2 separate regions of the Gossypium hirsutum genome follow, and region 2 is linked to region 1. The links are chromatin contacts, called in public Hi-C maps. All regions are on one chromosome and are shown on one strand. The core of a region is the stretch at or near the end of the contact, and the rest is flanking DNA. Distances in the headings are between cores, read along the strand shown.

Region 1 (3,123 bases), core at 288-2,787:
GCAGTGAACACCCTTGACCATCAGACCATCACATGGGGTTTTATTTTAGCTATATTAAACTTTACTAATGTGAACATATATGTAGATTGTCACGTGAATATCACATTAACAATTAATTAAATTTTTAAAAAATCTTAAAAAATTCTAAAAAATAGAAATTTATTAAAATTATTTAAATTTTTTTAAAAAATAAAAAAAATCTGTATTATATAGTTTTTTAAAAAAATTAAAATTATTAAAAATTAATTAATTACTTATGTGGGATTCATGTAGCTATCTATGTTTATGTCTACGTTAGCAAAGTTAATATTTGTCAACATTTTCATTCATTTTAAGGTGATTTGATAAAAAAAATCACAAGCATAAATTGTGCAAGAAGTCTTGCAGCTAAAAAGCCGTGCGTTCAAAGTTTAAAATAGACAAAAAATTAAATGAATGACTAAAATAATTTTTTTTATAAAATTGGAGGATTAAATAATCATTATGCTTAATTATGAAGTAACAAATATTAATATAATGATATTTTTTTTATCTTTTTATGCTTTTTAATAAAATAATACTATAATATAATTTAAACATATTTAAACTTTTAATTTAACCATTCAATTAATATCTTAAAGTAAATTTATTATAAATTTATTATTTATATAATTATTATTTATATAATTTTTTTTCACCCATAAGTTGATGCGCCATTGAACTAGTTTATATATATAACTTTTTTTTAATATAAATATCGTTTTCAAAAATATATATCAAATTCCTAAAGTCAAGCAATCATCTTTGGTTGAATTTGATGTTATAAGTTAAGGATAGATTGTAATAAATTAAATACAAATATTTAAATATTTCAATTTTTAAAAAATAATTACCGTTCAAAATTAATACTTATTTAAATGTTAGCTTTTTCAATTTAAGAAAAAAAAATGTTATTAATTCATATTTTATTAATTTAGCTTTTTTTTAGTTAAATTTGATTCTAACCTTTTTAAAAAAAGTTAAATTTAACAATTAAACTTTTAAAAAGAAATCAAAATGACTTTTTTTATAATACTAACTAAAATGTTAAAATTTTAAACACGGCAACTTACATGATCATTCAGGTGTACTCCATATTGTTTTTTTTGAATTTTTTATATTTTTAATTTTATAATTTTTGAATTATTTGTTGACAAATGATGTTATGTTAGCATGATATGTACATAAACTGCTATGTGTGTGGCTGATGTTATAATTTAATATTTTAGTCATCATTTTTATTAAAAGAATTTGACTATTTTTTGAGAATTCAAGAGTTCGATTTTGTTAAAAAAATAAAAACTAAATTAACAAAAAAAAATATAAACATGGACGATTAAAATTTTTTCAAACTTATCATTTGCAACCGTAATCATTGAAGTCCTCGCTGAAGACCCGACTCACAAGGCCCGACCCGAGTCTAATCACATAAAACGAACCGCAGGAGAAGCCAGAAGGCCCAAACCTATTATCGTCTTTTCACTTTTATTTATTCATATTTATTTTTAATATTTAAAGACAATAATAGCTTAGCAAGTCTGGATCTCTTTAATTCAGTCTCTTAGTTTTCGTGTTCTTGTTGTTTACTTCTAAGTCTCTTGATTTATCGATTTTATTTTTCATTCAGCTGAAAAGAAAATTTGAAAAAAAGATTATTATTATTTTTTATTTTTTGCATTTGGATTCCTCAAAATCGAATAACGGTTCGTATGTTCGTATGTTGAGATTTTAAAATTTTGTTGTCTCGATTTTGAATTTAAGTTCTAGGTTTTTTGAAAAAATTTCTTTTTTCTTTTTCATGTCTATTTGTTGAAATTGTGTATTTGCTTATTGTGCAGAGGTACTCAGCACAATGGCTAAAAGTAGCTTCAAGATCGAGCATGACTTTGGTATTTACTGATATTTGTGTATTAGTATTAGTTTTTGTTATTGATTTAGCTAATTTTTGGTTGGCTTTGTTAATTTATGGCTTCTTGATGTTTAGAGAAAAGGTGCGCTGAGGCTGCAAGAATTAGGGTAAAATACCCAGATAGAATTCCAGTAAGAATCAATCATTAACTATATCTGTTTTATTATTTTTAAATTTTTTCTGATGTTAAAATATTAATTTTGATTGTTCTATCGCTTGTTTTTCCTTGGTTTATGCAGTGCCATATGTTTTTAACTTTTAAATTTTGTTGAGAATTTCTGTTAGGTATCAGTTTATGTTCCATATTTTAGATCAAATGACAATTTCCATATACCAACTTTAGGGGTAGGACTAGTCTGGCTTGTATTTCCTTGACTTTGTAGTGTAATATTCCACTGTGTTGTTAAGGCGTGTGTGCACCTTGGCTACCTACGATTTTGTGCTTGCAGCATAACGGTAATGATACGTATTGTGTCAATGTCAGTTATATGCTTTGTTTGATGTATGTTCTTGGGATATGGCTCAAGGATTTTAAGCAATTATTTGACAGATGAATTGGCAATACTGTCATTACTGTGTAGACAGGATTGCAGTCCCTTTGTTTGCTATTGGACCATGTTGTTAAGGCATGCATCTATTAACATCATGTGATACTTATTGTGTTGTGCTTGCAGCATAGTAATATATGTTGCGTTAATATCAGTCATTTGCTTTGTTTTTAATGTATGTTCGTGAGAATTGGCTTGAGGATTTCAAGCAATAGTTGAATATTTGTATAGGTTGGATTGTCGTTACTTTCTAGACATTATTGAATGAATAGAACGATATCATGTAACAACTTTTTGTTTCGGGAAAACCTGTGCCTGTTTTAAGCTGGTGAAAAGGAAAACTTTTGCTATTTAGGGCATGGCTAAATTAGAACAGCTAATTATGAGGCATTGAATAATTTAAAATGTCAATAAAGATTAAATTCCCTTCAGATACTCTATGCCTCCCTGCTGAGGAGGAGAAAAAGGCCCTTTAAGGAGGAACAATAAAAGCATGAAACTTGAGCAGTTGAAAGTTTAGGGCGCTCAATGTCTTAATCCTGGAATGAATTACTAATCTTTATATTAAAAGCATATAAGGTTAAATGGAGGCTGCTTGAATTGGTTTATGCATGTTTGGTCCATCTCCTCGCATGATGCAAAAGAAAA
Region 2 (3,140 bases), core at 525-3,024, 250 kb after region 1:
TTGAATTAACCGATGATCGAACTTTCAAAAAATTATTAACGACCTCTAATCGAATTAGATCGATTAACCGAATTAAATCAATTCAATCAATTAATTCGATTTTAACCAAAATTTAAAGCCCCTATTTAATTTGCTACTTTGCTAAGAAAATCATACATATAAGTTTTTAATGAAATAATACTACTCTATCACTATGATGCATAAATTTATATTTATAAAAATATAATTTTTTAATATTAATGCATTTGATTTAAATCTTGTTATTAAGTACTAATCTATTATTTATTTATTTATTTTTGAAAGCACTTGATAACCATATAAATTAATGAGGGTGGTTAGTTGAATTAAATATTTAATGTGTCCAGTTTTAGCATTGACTTCTTGGGGTAGTAGAAGAGAGCGTAATATTTATATTGAAATTTGTCGTTTATTTTAGATTTGATCTCATCCTGACCTAACGACTAGGCTTGACTTTTTTTGGGGGGTAATGCCGTAATGCAACAGCTGCCTCTCCGTTCAGATTTACGGTCAAATTGCAGTCTTTGTTTTTTTTTTTTTTTTACAAGATTAATATTCATGCTCTCACACTTGGAGCCTGTTCATGTAACACATTACATATAAAGAGAGTTGTCCAAATAAAAGATAACTTTACTATTAATGATTTAAACTCTGAGTGAATTCTATAGGTGAATTCACCTTTAATCATCAAACTAAATAAGAAAGGTCAATATTATTTAAGATGAGATAAATATGTTATATATCCTGAATTTTTAATAAATTTGGAATTTAATTTATGTATTTTTCTTTTTATGAATTTATTTTTTTTATTGTTTAAATTTTAAATTTTAAGTTTAATTATTAATATTTTTAAATTTTTTATTAAATTTGTTGGTATGATATTTTAAAGTTGAAAAAAATTTAGTTAATAGTTATATAATCAAAAATTGACTTTGTAATAAATTTGATTTTAATAAAAAAATTTATAATATTAATAATTAAACTTACATTTTTAAATCTGAACAACAGACAGATTAAATTTTTTAAAATATAAAAAATTTAAATTTAAATATACTAAAATTATAAAAACTTAAAACATATTTTAACTTCTAAAATTTGATAATTAATATATAAATTAATACTAAATTATTATAATATATTTGAGAAGGTAAAGACGAGGAAAAAGTCGGACAGATCAAGAAACCAGAACGTTCTGTCACATAAAAGGATATACTCGGCTGTCATTGTAGCCTTGCCACATATTACCGTTACCCAAAAGTCCGCAAAATTAGGGGCTAACACAACATTAAGAACAAAAAAAAAAATTAATACATAATTAAAAAAATAACAAAAAGGAACCCTAGAATAAGCAACTAATTAATTTATTTCCATATGATTTAATTTTTTAAAAGATAATTTTCTTGTTTTATTTTAAAATTTAATTATTTTTTGTGAAAATTTTAATTAATTTTAAACATTTTAGAATGGATATTAAAAAAAACAATAAATACAGGAAAAGATGCACGTTCAAACACTAGAGGGTGAAACTTCAAATTTCATGAATTAATATCTTATTAATTGAATTAGATTTTCTAATTTTATTAATATTATTTGAATAAAATTAATTAATCAAATTAATTGAATTGAGGTACTAGTTTGTACTCTGTGACGTAGTTGGCAAGGCTCGGCCCTTAAAATAGAAAATTTTCAATTTTTTACTTTTATTTTTTTAAAAATTTTATTTAATTTAATTCAACAAAACAGTTTGGATTGAAGCGATGAAACTTGTGACTTGATGAATTGAAGTAGCGATAGGATTGTGAAAGTATAGAGCTTGGAGTTAATACATACCTTACTTTGAAGGCATCCAAAGAACAAAAATCCAAAAGCAAAGTAGCACTTGCCCCCTTTCCATCAACAAAACCAGAGGCAGAAATAGCCAAAGCAAAGGGAAAAAACCAAGTTAAAAAAAGAGACCTTTTCCTGTATTTTCTTCATTTTTTTCATTGCCATTTGTATTACAGAAATGAATGGCTATGAAGCTCCAATAACACCCATTAAACCCCCTCAAATCTCTGAAATGTTTCAAAAATTCGCTTTGGCTTTCAAGACCAAAACTTTCGAGTTCTTCGCCGATGAAGACAATCACAACAACGGCAGCCACCTTTCAGACTCCGATGGATTCTCCCTCCTCGACTCCGCTGAAGACTTCATCACCGACCAAAAAGTCGTCGTCATCAAGCCTGACCGACCGCCCAATTCTTCTTCTTCCTCGATGAATAACGGTTCCCACCGTGGAACCATCGACACCCAGATCGCTGAATGCTTGGTTTCTTCCGTTTTTGCTGCTGTTTCTTCCTTTGAAGCTTCCTACCTTCAGTTACAAACCTCGCAAGTGCCCTTCGTGGAGGAAAGCGTGAAAGCAGCTGATAGAGCTTTGGTTTCTCATCTCCAAAGATTGTCTGATTTGAAGCGTTTTTACATGGAATTGCGGAGGAATCCGAGTTCCCAAGTCGCATCGTCTCTCGGGTCTTGCTTGGAAGCTCAAGTGCAAGAAAATCAAAGCAAGTTGAGGAGTTTGGAAACGGTTTCGAACCGCTTGCAAGAAGAAATTGATGAAAAAGACAATGAAGTCTCGGTTTTGAGGAAGAAATTAGCTGAGATTCATTGGGGTAACACCAAGTTGTCCAAGAAATTATCTGGTAACCTCAATTCAGCTTGTGATGTTCTTTTAACTGTTAGGGTATTTCATTCCGTTTTGCATGATGCTTGCAGAGCAACTCATAAGTTCAGTAAGATTTTGATTGGTTTGATGATAAAAGCTGGGTGGGATCTTGATTTGGTTGCCAATTCGATTTATCCTGATATTGATTATGCTAAGAAAGGGCACACTAGATTTGCTTTTCTATCTTATATATGTTTGGGGATGTTTTGTGGTTTTCATTCTGAAGGTTTCAGTTTGATTGAAAATGAAGCTCTATGTAATGGGAATAAGGGTACTTGTTCACTAAAGCAGCTACTCGAACACGTATCGAGCAACCCCATGGAGTTAATAAGTAAGAACCAAAGCTGTGAATTCTCAAGATTTTGTGAGAAGAAGTATCAAGACCTAATTCATCCCACCATGGAGTCATCTATTTTCA

The links. Hi-C and Micro-C count contacts between places; a contact is called where the count stands out from the background.
Region 2: a Hi-C map of leaf shows a contact between it and region 1, with 3 times the contacts expected there. The contact joins the promoter of LOC107930517 here to the promoter of LOC107926116 in region 1. A contact is called at or near these places in 9 of 34 Hi-C or Micro-C datasets (callus, hypocotyl, leaf and 1 more).

Annotation. Positions count from the first base shown.
Region 1 is chrA08:3,762,884-3,766,006 of Gossypium_hirsutum_v2.1, forward strand. It overlaps LOC107926116 (autophagy-related protein 8f), which reads left to right and starts at 1,538. Exons shown (of 6, transcript XM_016856919.2): 1 at 1,538-1,721; 2 at 1,857-1,907; 3 at 2,003-2,058. The coding sequence starts at 1,871.
Region 2 is chrA08:4,016,544-4,019,683 of Gossypium_hirsutum_v2.1, forward strand. It overlaps LOC107930517 (protein GRAVITROPIC IN THE LIGHT 1), which reads left to right and starts at 1,775. Exons shown (of 1, transcript XM_041075659.1): 1 at 1,775-3,140. The coding sequence starts at 2,024.